2 separate regions of the Sus scrofa genome follow, and region 1 is linked to region 2. Evidence: chromatin contacts called from public Hi-C data. All regions are on one chromosome and are shown on one strand. Each heading gives the region's core, a stretch centred on a gene start, on an enhancer-like site or on the middle of the called end of the contact. The rest is flanking DNA. Distances are from core to core; before and after follow the strand shown.

The links. Hi-C and Micro-C count contacts between places; a contact is called where the count stands out from the background.
Region 1: a contact with region 2 is called in a Hi-C map of omental adipose tissue, with 11 times the contacts expected there. The contact joins two enhancer-like sites. A contact is called at or near these places in 6 of 47 Hi-C or Micro-C datasets (embryonic fibroblasts, epiblast stem cells, mesenteric adipose tissue and 3 more).

What each region holds. Positions count from the first base shown.
Region 1 is chr10:42,525,301-42,531,919 of Sscrofa11.1, reverse strand. The region is part of intron 3 of ARHGAP12 (rho GTPase-activating protein 12); the gene reads left to right. Among named protein-coding and RNA genes, the nearest start is that of ARHGAP12, 49 kb to the left of the region's middle. Within about 2 kb of position 5,214, at least 15 of the 83 cell types and tissues checked have an H3K27ac peak or open chromatin away from gene starts, as enhancers often do. A contact at or near this core is called in omental adipose tissue and retroperitoneal adipose tissue, where this site is marked.
Region 2 is chr10:29,133,508-29,139,651 of Sscrofa11.1, reverse strand. GOLM1 (Golgi membrane protein 1) reads right to left here. Exons shown (of 10, transcript XM_021064635.1): 2 at 1,805-1,954. The coding sequence starts at 1,933. Among named protein-coding and RNA genes, the nearest start is that of GOLM1, 19 kb to the right of the region's middle. Within about 2 kb of position 2,796, at least 23 of the 83 cell types and tissues checked have an H3K27ac peak or open chromatin away from gene starts, as enhancers often do. A contact at or near this core is called in omental adipose tissue and retroperitoneal adipose tissue, where this site is marked.

The DNA.
Region 1 (6,619 bases), core at 3,965-6,464, about 13 Mb before region 2:
AGGAATCTTTTCTGAAAATCCTGAGACCTAGTTTTGATGGAGAGGTTTGGAAGGGCCCTGAAAGGAGACTAAGGATCGTGGAAAACAAATTACAGTTTTGACTTGCAGAACCTCTCTGTAGAACTGGAGTACATTTATTAAGTGAATTTTGTATCCTGCACTTTGAAATATAAGTAGAATGTTTTATTTCCCCCCCCCGCCCCCGGGAAGAAGGCTATATGATGGGGTTGAGAGGAGCAAAAAGAAACTGCTTTTAAATTTAGCTGCTCATTGATTCCCCCCCCTCCCTGTACGCACCAAGTCTTATTTAAGGAGTTTCAAAAGAAATCTGGGTATACACTTCCTTTTTTTTTTTTCCCTCCTTTTTTTGGTCACCCCGTGGCATATGGCGTTCCTCAGATCTGAGCTGCATGTGTAGCCTATGCCACAGCTGCAGCAACTCTGGATCCTTTAACCCACTGTGCTGGGCCGGAGCGCAAACCTGCGTTCAGGTGCTGCAGACATGTGAGAACTCCTGCGTATCTATCTCTATCAGTCAAGGTTCTCCAGAGAAACAGAGCGAGTGGGTTATATGTAGATATATGTCAGAGGAGATTTATTATAGGAATTGGCTCATGCAGTTCTGCAGGCTGAGAAGTCCCAGGATCTGCTCTCTGCAGGCTGGAGAACTAGGAGGGCCAGTTGTGTAATGCATTCCAAGTCAGACGTGGTGGGGGCCTGGTCCTAGGGCGGGAGACATGTTGTCTCAGCTCACATTCTTCCCCTGCCTTTTTGTTCTGCTGAGGCCCTGAACTATTGGATGATGCTCACCCCTTTTGGTGAGAAGACAGTCTTCTTGACACAGTCTGCTGATGGACATGCTAATCTCTTCTGAGGACGCCCCCACTGATGCATCCAGAAGTTAATGTTCTGCAGTATGTGGAGGTTCTCAGGTCAGGGATGGAACTTGTACCACAGCTTGGCCTGAGCTGCTGCAGTGACAGCGCTGGATCCTTAACCCAGTGCACCACAAGGGAACTCCACAGAAGAAATGTTTACCATCTGGACATCCTCTTAGCCTGGTCAAAGTGACATAGAAAGTTAATCATCAGAAGGAGTTCTCATGTGGCTCAGGAGGTTAAGGATCTGGGTTGTCACTGCAGTGGCTTAGGGTGAGCTGTGGTACAGGTTCGATTTCTGGCCTGGAGACTTCCATGTGCCACAGGTGTGGCCAAAAAGGTAATCATCTCAAGACTGAAAGAAATTGAAAGCAGGGACTACAACACATACTTGTATGTCCATACTCACAGCGGCATTTTCATCATAGCCAAAAGGTCGAAGCAACCCAAGTTCTATCATCAAGAGATACAGATAAACAAAATGTTGAATATAAATCCATTGACATATTATTCAACCTTGGAAAGAGGTAAATTCTGACACATGCTGTGACATGGGTGAATCTTGAGAATGTTCTGATAAATGAAATAAGCCAATCACTAGAGGACAAATACTGTATGATTCCACTTACATGAGGCACCTAGAGTAGCCATATTTGTAGAAACAAAGTGGAATGTTGGTTGCCAGGGGCTGGGGTAGAGGGGGATGAAGAGTTATTGTGTAATGGGTACAGAGTTTCAGTTTTGCAAGATGAAAAAAGTTCTGGAGATGGATGGTGGTGATGGTTGCAAAGAGAAGGGCTGGAAATGATTACCTAATGTCTAGAACAGGCCTCAGCTTGTGAAACTTTAGGGTGAACGGCTCAAAGAGGTGCTAGACTTCTGACCACTATCATTATAGAACAATCCCATTCTACCCCACCTATCTTACTTTCCTAACCTACCCTGCTTTATCCACTAGCTGCTCGGAGAACTTGTTCAAGGGAGCCGTCTTCTCATTGTGGCTTATTATCAGAATTATAATTCTAAACTAAGTGACTACATTTCTGGCTTAGAAAGGACCCAAAATGTCTGTGGCCATGAACAAGCCTGTCCTCCTTGTCTGCTGTAGATTTTCTGGGTAAACTTTTAAGGTTTTTTGGTTTGTTTTCAGTTTTTTTGGCTGTGCCTGTGGCATGGGGGAGTTCCCAGGCCAGGGATCAAACCGGTGCCATAGCAGCAACTTGAGCCCCAGCAGTGACAACACTGGGTTCTTAACCTGCTAAGCCACCAGAGAATTCCATAAACTTGAAGTTTTGAATATTGATCTCCATGGATATCATAGATGTTTTTGCCTTTGTAGCTTAGGCTATAGAACTTCTTAAAGGTCATCCCAGAATTGTTATGTGGATTTAAAACTAATGGACTTTTGTCTTCCACACTTTTTTTTTTTTTTGGCTTTTTGGCTTTTTATGGCCACACCTGCAGCATTTGGAAGTTCCCAGGCTAGGGGTTGAATCGGAACTGCAGCTGCTGGTCTACACCACAGTCACAGCAATGCCAGATCCGAGCTGAGTCTGCAACCTACACCACAGCTCATGTCAGTGCTGAATCCTTAACCCATTGAGTGAGGCCAGGGGTTGAATATTCATGGTTATTGGTCAGGTTCATTACCGCTGAGCCATGATGGGAACTCTTCTTCCACACTTTTTTTTTTTTTTTTTTTTTTGTATTTTTTAGGACTGCACCCACGGCATGTGGAGGTTCCCAGGCTAGAGGTTGAACCAGAGCTGTAGACGCCGGCCTATGCCATGGCCACAACAATGCCAGATCTGACCTGTGTCTGACCTACACTGCACCTCATGGCAATGCCAGATCCTTAGGCCACTGAGTGAGCCCAGGGATTGAACCTGCATCCTCATGGATCCTAGTCATATTCATTTTTGCTGAGCCACCATGGGAACTCCCATCCACACATTTTTTTTTTTTTTTTTTTTTTGTCTTTTGTTGTTGTTGTTGTTGCTATTTCTTGGGCCGCTCCTGCGGCATATGGAGGTTCCCAGGCTAGGGGTTGAATCGGAGCTGTAGCCCCCGGCCTATGCCAGAGCCACAGCAACACGGGATCCGAGCCGCGTCTGCAACCTACACCACAGCTCACGGCAACGCCGGATCGTTAACCCACTGAGCAAGGGCAGGGACCGAACCCGCAACCTCATGGTTCCTAGTCGGATTCGTTAACCACTGCGCCACGACGGGAACTCCGTCCACACATTTTTAATCTTCAAAATTAATGTGCTTCTTGAAGAATTAGAAAATGCAGATTAAAAATAAAACCCAACAAAACAAGCCATAATTCCATGAAATAAATTGCAAAAGCTTATGTAGTCTTTTGATCTTCTTTGCTGTATATATATGTGTGAATGAATACATGCATATATTTTTGTATTTATAGATTCATACTATATGTATTTAAATATTTACTTTAAGTATCTAAGTTATTCAGGGCTTAAGAATTCTTGCTGGACAATCAAAATGATGAAAGTCATCTACTTTTTATTTAAGTAAACTTTGTTTACTTAAGGTTTATAGTATAACTTTAAGGATATAATGTTTTAAAACTTGTGAGTATACACTCAGTTTGGACCTAACAACAGATTGTCCAAGCAGCTGTATTACAGTGTTCTTGTGTAGACTCGTTAATGAATTGGGACATGTGGTAAATTAGAAATGCACTTATTTAGTGGGTTTATTTGAAATAACAATTTATAAATTATTTTCCAGAGTTCGTGTCATGGCTTAGCGGAAATGAATAAATCTGACTGATATCCATGAGGATGCAGGTTCAGTCGCTCAGTGGGTTAAGGATCCAGTGTGGCATGAGCTGTGGTGTAGATTGCAGATGTGGCTTGGATCTGGCGTGGCTTTGGCTGTGGCACAGGCCAGTGGTACAGCTCCAATTTGACCCCTGGCCTGGGAATGTCCATATGCTATGGGTGTGGCCCTAAAAAGACAAAATTATATATAATATATATATGTTGTTATGTAAATACATATATATAAGTTGTTATGTAAATACATATATATAAATTATTTTCCTTAGATAATGAAAAAATTTCGAAATATTTTTAGATTCGTGTTTTTGAAAAAAACAAAAAGGAATAGTCATTTTTCAGAAAATGAAAGGATAGTATGTCAGCCCCTTAAATGTGTACCACATAACTTTGGCTTAGTTTTGTATCTTTACGAAATTATTGCTGTTGTCAGAAACCTCAACTTCTAAGCTTAGATTTGTACATGTGGTACATGCTTTCCATAATTAAACACAGATGCACTTTTCCCCTTTGTAACTGTACCCTAAACTTTTACCCTCTAGAAATTTCAGCAACAGAGTATTCTTTAGTCATCCCCTGGATGCTGATTGCAGAGTTCCATTCAAGTCCCCAGGGAGGGAGATTTGTAACGTGAATGGCAGTGGACCAGGCGATTGCACTGTTGCTCCATCAGCATGAAATAGTAACCAAGTCTTGTTACCTCAGCATTATGTCCTGTTGAGGAATTTTGTTTGCTTAACTGACCAAGGCCAAGTATCTCTGGTTGAATACTTGCAACACAGTTGAATAATGAGGTTTCATCAAGAAATATTACTTTCTAGCAGCCTTCTCCCTTACCTTCCTACTTAAAATATTCTGTGGACCAGGAAAGCAATTACTGGGAAAATAAAAATCTGAGTCAGGGTTTGAGAAGGGATCTTCAGTTCTAGGCTTTGAACACCTATGATTAAGATGTGATCATGCTCTGAATTCTTAAGGGGCTTACAGTTTACTGGGAGACACAGAAGAATAACAGCTGATTACTATGTAATGTGACGGGAAGAGTTAGTGCAGGTGAATACAAAGTGCTGCAGGTTGGCATTGTTCAAATCGGCAGCCACCGGCCAGCCAGGCGTGGTTATGGACACCTTGAATTGGCTCTTGAGGCTGAGGAGCTGAATTTATTTAACTTTATTTCAGTTACCACGAGTTAGAATTTTAAAACTAATTTTTGATTCATCTTTTGGAAAACTTTTAAGACTGGGATAATTTGTGGTCTGTGAATCTACTTTTCAACTGTACATTTCACTGACAGGCAGACGGGAAATCTGGGATGATAGTAGCACTGTGTCGTAACTGCCCTTACCGGCTACAGGGTAGCAAGGCTGGAGGGGGGGACACATGTGAGAACAACAGAAAATGATACTGGAGAGGTGTGGGCACAAATTTGTCATCTATGCCATTTTGGGACAGGGCTCTTCACTGTGATGTCAGTCCACCCAGTAGGCACAGTCTTGAACCACCAGCAGCTCTAGGTGGCAGCAGGGCCCAGCTGCTCTTTGGTCAGTCGGCAGCGGTCATTGCAGGTTCGTGGCCCAGGGATGACTTGTCAGTATGTTTGCGTGGTTCCCAGGAAGGGGCATCTGTCAGGCCTCCAGCTTCCCCACAGGGGCAAGTGGGAAGGGGCTGCTCAGGTTGTTGGCCACGGGGGTCAGAACAGGGAGTTGGGGTGGGGGCAGCAACAAGGTGAAAGGTAGGAGCCTAGAGAAATTCTAGTGTGTGAATGTAAGGCATCAAGCCTCACAGGAATTGCAATGCAAAGAAAACCAGTAAGAAAAAGAATTACCATGAAAATAATATCTATCAAAGCGCTTCATAGCACTGAACTCCCTGAGCTACAAGTTACACTTCTTATTGAAGGACTGCTCTTCTTTTTTTTTAACTTTTTCTTATTAGTTGATCTACAGTGTTCTTTCAATTTCTACTGTATAGCAAAGTGACTCAGTCACACACACACACACACACACACACACACACACACACACACACACACACATTCTTTTTCTCATGTTATCTTCCGTTATGTTCCATCACAAGTGACTGGATATAGTTCCCTGTGCTATACAGCAGGATCTCATTGCTTATCCATTACAGATGCAGTAGTTTGCATCTACTAACCCCAAATTCCCCGTCCATTCCCCTCCCTCCCCCGCCCCCAGGACTGCTTTTCATTTCCTTATGTTAAGTCAGCTTGTGGGTATGCTTGGAGGTCCCTCACCACTTCTCTCTACTTCCTCCTGCTTTCCTTAAAGATGTAGTTAAACCTGTGCCAGGAGCCTTTTCCCACCTGCCACAGTTTACCCTCTTTTCTCTGTTTAGTGCTGCTTCTCTTTTTAAAATTTTTCTGGAGTATAGTTGATTTACAGTGTTTTGCTAGTTTTAGGTGTACAGCAAAGTGATTAAGTTATACATACACATATACCCATTCTTTTTCAGGTTCTTTTCCCACATAGGTTATTACAGAATGTTGAGTAGAGTTCCTCGTGCTATGCAGTAGGCCCTTGTTAAGTTATCTGTTTTATATGTAGTAGTGTGTATATGTTAATCCAAAATTTCTAAATTACCCCTCCTTCCCATTTTCCCTTTGGTGACTGTAAGTTCAGTTGTGAAATCTGTGAGTCTGTTTGTAAATAAGTTCTTTTGTATCTTTTTAAAATTAGATTCCACATATAAGTGATATCATATGATATTTTCTTTCTCTGACTGAGTTCTTAGTAGGATCATCTCAAGGTCCATCTACATTGCTGCAAATGACATTATTTCATTCTTTTTTATGGCTGAGTAATATTCCATTCTGTATTTGTACCACATCCTCTTTATCCATTCCTCTGTTGATGGACATTTAGGTTGCTTCCATGTCTTGGCTTCTCTTTAGAGGACTTAACCCCTGCGGCT
Region 2 (6,144 bases), core at 1,547-4,046:
TCAGACATGACAGTATGGAACACTTAACAGACTACAGTACAGTGTAAATGCAACTTTACAGTGCAAATGTAACTTTTCATATGCTGGGAAAACAAAAAGCTCACATGACCTGCTATTGCATTACGTGCTTTATTGCAGCAGTCTGGAACTGAATTTGTGATATCGCCAAGGTCTACCTATACATAAAACACTTTATCTGAAGTGAGCGGGTGTTCAAATATTTAGTTTCCTTTTCCCCATTAACAGAGTGCTTAAACACTCCTTATGACACAATTCCTAAAAAGAGATTCGGTTCTCCAACACTAAGACCCCATCTGCCCAGAGAACAGGGGTCCAGTGGAAGCTCAGACAAGAGCACCACACCTGCACGGAGCTAAGCCTGAGAGGAGGACAACACACTTCTATGGGTTGGGCTTCCATGGCTAAGAGCGCACACCCACCCATCAGGAAGACTTGGTGGCAATTCCACCTCTCCTCTCCTTGCACTAATCTCTCCAAGTCTTAGTCTGCTCACCTCTGAAACAGGGACCATAAGGTCCCAACCGGTTAAGAGGCTGTGTACAAAAGAAGATAATGAATGGGAGTTCCCCCCTTGTCGCTCAGTGGGTTATGAACCCAACTAGTATCCATGAAGATGCAGGTTCAAGCCCTGGCCTCGCTCAGTGGGTTAAGGATCTGAGAGCTGTGGTGTAGGTTACAGACACAGCTCAGATCTGGTGTGGCTGTGGCTCCAATTTGACCCCTAGCCTGGGAACTTCCATATGCCGCACCTGCAGTCCAAAAAGGAAAAAAAAAAAAAAAAAAAAAAAAGACAATGACTGCCATGTACTGGTAAAGAAAAATTATTCTGATCCTTGATAAAATGGTAAGGAAATTTTTATTCAAGACTCTACTGCAAATGCAGCATGACTACTGCCATCACAGGGAGACACTCTGCTCAACTCTGAGTACAGCAAAGCCTGCTGAGGGTGTAGAGTCAACAAGCAGGGGGTGGGGTCAGTGGGTGGAACAGTACTAAGAGTAGGGGGATTCCTGCTAAGCTGGCCTAACAGGACTCTTGCTACAGGCAGGTGGGCCCAGGGTGAGACATCAAAGATAAAGGATGAGTAGCTTGATCAGAGGGGGAAGGATGAGTTTAGTGGCATTCCTTGCTGAGCCTGGGCCGGGCAGGCCAAAATCAGGATGGATGGAGGCGGGGGCGAGGGTGGCAAGGGACAGAGTCCTAGTTATGTGGTGGGCTCCATGGAGCCTGACTGAACTGTAGCCAGGAAGAGCCCCTGTCACTGCTTGGCACTGCCCGACCCACCCTGGTCAGCAAAAATGGGAAAGCTAAACCTGCTATCATCAGTAAATGCTGGTGATGCAGACAGGTACCTCTAAAAACACACTTCTCACACCTGTTACCCAAGTGCAGTGCCAAAGCCACTCTTTAATATCGAGTGTGGCCCAGAGGAGCACAACGGGTTGGAGACGGTGCATCGCGGGTGGTATAAACTGTCTTTCCAGAATAGGCCCGAAAGGCTTGACTAAAAAAATCATTAGCCCACATGAAGAGCATCGAGGGACTTCCTGGCAGCAATCCTAAGTCATAAGGGGGTCTTCTCCCACCCAAGAGCACGGCTGGTGTGAGGTCAGCCCCGGGGCTGGGTGTGGGGCCATATAGAGCCTCCAACACACATGACTCTGCCCACACCAGCCACTGAGCACACACCTCGGGTGGCAATAACAGAAAACCCCTGGGGCCCCACCACCCAGCAGCTTCAAATGCTCCATGACATCCACACAGACAGGACAAATAGGACACCTGGAGGTCCACGCTCCGGGAGCTCGCAATCCAGTAGTTGAAGCCCAGGACGATGATACAGGCCACCAGGGCGGCCAGCACGAGGGGCGGCGACTTCATGCTCCGACGCCCGTTGCCCAATCCCATCATCTCAAAGGCCGGCTGAGGACTCTGCCAAATCAAAACAAACACACAGGCCTCAGGACCAGGAGTAACCATGCCCCAAGCATGCCGTCAACCCCCTCCCCCCCATCACAACAGGAAGGCGTCCTGCAAAGCTGTGAGTGAAGAACGCGCAAGCAGCACACCCAGAGCCAGGGGCCTGGGCCCTGGGCAGGGTGGCCAGATCCCCGGGGACAGGCTTGTGGGAGTGAGTCCCATGCCAGGAACCCATCACCCAGCAGCCGAGACCTGGGCAGGTAAGAACTTCTCACACTGCAGCTTTCTCGCCTGTAAAATGGGGATGACGGCAGTTTCTATCTCCCAGCACAGGCTGAGAAATCACCCCTGTAGAAGCAAAAGCAAACGTTAGGGCCGCTGCATCACACAAGACAGACACCAGTTCTCATTATCCCCCAAAGAAGCCTTTCTGATCGATTCCTAAGAAAGTAAGGTTTGGGGGTTTTTTTGGCTTTGGTGTTTTTTACCGTGGTGACCGAATTATCAACAACACCCTGGTACAGTGTTTCTGGAGCCAAGCAGGAAGGCCTCCTGTGGGGGGTGAGGTCAGCACGGGCGGGGCCCTGCGCTGGGAAGGGGCCCTGGGGCAGAGCCGAGCCACACGCCCTGGCGTCCTCTGAACACTGCTCTCCAGCTTCTGTGCAGCACAGCAGACTGAGGAAGGGGCTTCAAGGGCTGCCCAGAGCATCAAGCTCCTTACAAGAAACACAAAGACAAGAAAGGAGCTGTGTTTTGCTCATGGACTTCAACCCCAGCCTAGGTCTGGCGGGGCCCTGGCGCGGGTCAGCAAGGACAAGGGAGGCCCGCTTCTCTCGATGGCTCTGGCTGAGCCAGATCAAACAGGATCTCATCAGAGGGAGGGCAGCACACACGATATACACAATCAACAGCCTCTCTGAGAACAGATATGCTTTGGTGCCAAGTGTGGCCTGCAGCGGAGGAGGTGAGGGAGCGGGAAACAGAGCGAGAAGGTGGAAGAGAGACCAGCAAGGACTCAGCCTTGACGTAAAGGAGAACAGGGGAGAGCTGACAGAGCAGCTCCCACCCGATGGTACCCCAAAGTGGGCCCCTGGGACACATCCTCTCCCGAGGTACCAGTGTGGGAGCCCTGCATGGGGATGCACAAGCAATTTAGTTGAATCACCTAGAACGAAGCACCTCTGGAGTTCTCGTTGTGGCTCACCAGGTTAAGAATCTGTCTAGTGGAGTTTTCTGTCATGACTAGTAACCATGAGGATGCAGGTTCAATCCCAGCCTCGCTCAGTGGGCTAAGGATACGGCATTGCCATGAGCTGTGGGGAAGGCTGGCAGCAGCAGCTCTGATTCAACCACCAGCCTGGGAAATTCCATGGGTGGAGCCATTTAAAAAAAACCAATAAAATAAAAAGTAATCAATCCTGAGCCTCTTTTATTGCTTCTGGATTTTGTTTACATTTAAGAAACACATTTCCAAGAATGGAGCTCACCTTATCTCATAAAAGCAACAAAGTTACAACCAACTGCTGAACAACCTTCAACAAAATAGACCCCAAACTATCAAAAGAGATATCCTACTCCAGAAGACAGAGAGGAGGCCACACTGAGACAGTAGGAGGGATGATTACCTGATATAAGGAACCCCATACCCAGCAGGGTGAGAGGCCCACAGACTGGAAAGTAACTACATTGCAGAAGTTCACCCAAGGGAGTGAGAGTTCTGAGCCCCACATCAGGTCCCCACGCCTGGGGATCTGGCATAGGGAGAAGGAACCCCCAGAGCATCTGGCGTTGAGGGCCAGTGGGGCTTGTGTGCAGGAGCTCCTTGGACTGGGGGAAATGGAGACCCCACTCCTGAAAGGCACACATAGGCTTTCAGGAGCACTGGGTCCCAAGGCAAAGCAGAGACTCCATAGGAATCTTGGTCAGACCTGACTGCAGTTCTGGGAGAATCTCCTGGGAAAACAGGGGGTGGTTGTGGCTCATTGTGGGGGAAGGACATTAATGCAAAGGTCTCAGGAATGATCAACAGTGTGCATTTCTCTGGAGGTGGCCATTTTGGAAAAATCTGACCCCACCCATCAGGGCTGAGAAGTCCCAGTCCAAACAATAAACTAGGTGGGAACAAAGCCTCACCCATTAGCAAACAGACTGCCTAAAGACCCCACCCCCCCACAGGCATTGAGCCACCTCTAATCACACCCAAAGCCCCGTCCACCCACCAGAAGCTTAAGAATCAGCTTCACCTACCAGTGGGCAGGCACAGTCCCTCCCATCAGGAAGCCTGCAGCAAGGCCCCACACCAACTTCAGCCACAAGGAGAGCAGACATCAGAAGCAAGAACAGGCTACAACCCTACTGTCTGCATAAAGGAGACCACACCACAAATCGATACAAAATGAAAAGGCAGAAAGAATTATGACTCAGATAGGAATGAGGAAAAAAAAAAAAAGCAGCTAAGTCATCTGGAGATTACAAACTTCCATGAAAAACAATTTAGACTAATGATAGTAAAGATGATTCAAGATCTTAGAAATAAACTGGAGGCAAAAACTGGAGGCGAAGATGGATAAATTACAAGAAACACTGAGCAAAGAAATAGATTTAAGGATTAAGCAAGCAGAGTTGCAAAATACAATAACTGAAATAAAAATTGACTAGAAGCAGGGGAATTCCCATTGTGGCTCAGTGGTTAAGGAATCTGACTAGGACCCATGATGTTGCAGGTTTGATCCCTGGCCTTGCTCAGTGGGTTAAGGATCCGGCGTTGCCATGAGCTGTGGTGTAGGTCGCAGACACGGCTCAGATCCCACATCACTGTGGCCCTGGTGTAGGCCAGCGGCTACAGCTCCAATTAGACCCCTAGCCTGGGAACATCCACATGCTGCAGGAGCGGCCCTAGAACAGGCAAAAAGACAAAAAAAAAAAAAAAAAATTCACTAGAAGCAAACAACAGCAGAATACAGGAGACAGAAGAATGAATAAGCCAGGTGGAGGACAGACTAGTGGAAATCACTGATGCAAAAAGAGAAAAAAGACTGAAATAAAGACAGTCGAAGAGAACTCTCAGACAACATTAAACACACCAATGTCCATATTATAGGGATGCCAGAAAGAAAAGAGAGAGAGAAAGGGCCAGAGAAAATATTAAGAGATAATAGCTAAAACCTTCCCTAACATGGGAAAGGAATCACCTGCTGAAACCCAGGAAGCACAAACAAGTACCATATAAAATAAATCCAAGGAGGAACACACTGAGACACATATTAATCAAACTGACCAAATTTAAAAACAAAAAGAAAATACTGAAAGCAGCCAGGGAAAAGAAACAAATAACAAACAAGGGAACTGCCATAAGGTTATCAGCTGATTTTTCAGCAGAAACTCTGCAGGCCAGAAGGGAGTGGCACGATATACATACAAGTGATGAGAGGAAAAAACCTCCAAGATTACTCCACCCAGCAAGGCTCTCATTTAGATTTGAAAGAGAAATTGAAAGCTTTATAGACAAGCAAAAGCTAAGAGAATTCAGCACCACTAAACCAGTTTTACAACAAATACTGAAGGAACTTCTCTAGATGGAAAAGGCCACAACGAGAAACAAAAATATTGCAAATGACAAAGCCCACCAGTAAAGGCATATGTAAAGATAGAAACCGTCCACACACAAATATGCTACCAAAACCAGAAATTGTAAGAAGAGGAAGATACAACTGCCGAATACTGGAGATCCACTTGCCATTAAGAGACCAACAACTTGAAACAATCTTGCATATATACAGACGCCTATATCAAAATTTCGTGGTAACTGCAAACCAAAAATCTACAATAGCTACATATGCAAGTAAGAAAAAGCAATCCAAACACAACACTAAAGATAGTCATCAAACCACAAGAGAACAAGAGAAGAAGGTAAGAAAAAAGACCCACAAAAACAAATCCAGAACAGTTAATAAAATGGCAATAAGAACATATATAGCAATAATTACCTTAAATGTAAATCGACCAAATGCCCCAACCAAAAAAACAGACTGGCTGAATGGATACAAAAACAAGACCATATATATATATATACTGTCTACAAGAGATCCACTTCAATTCTAGGGACACATACAAATTGAAAGTGAGAAGATGAAAGAAAACATTCCATGCAAACGGGATCAAAAGAAAGCTGGAGTAGGAGTTCCCGTCGTGGCGTAGTGGTT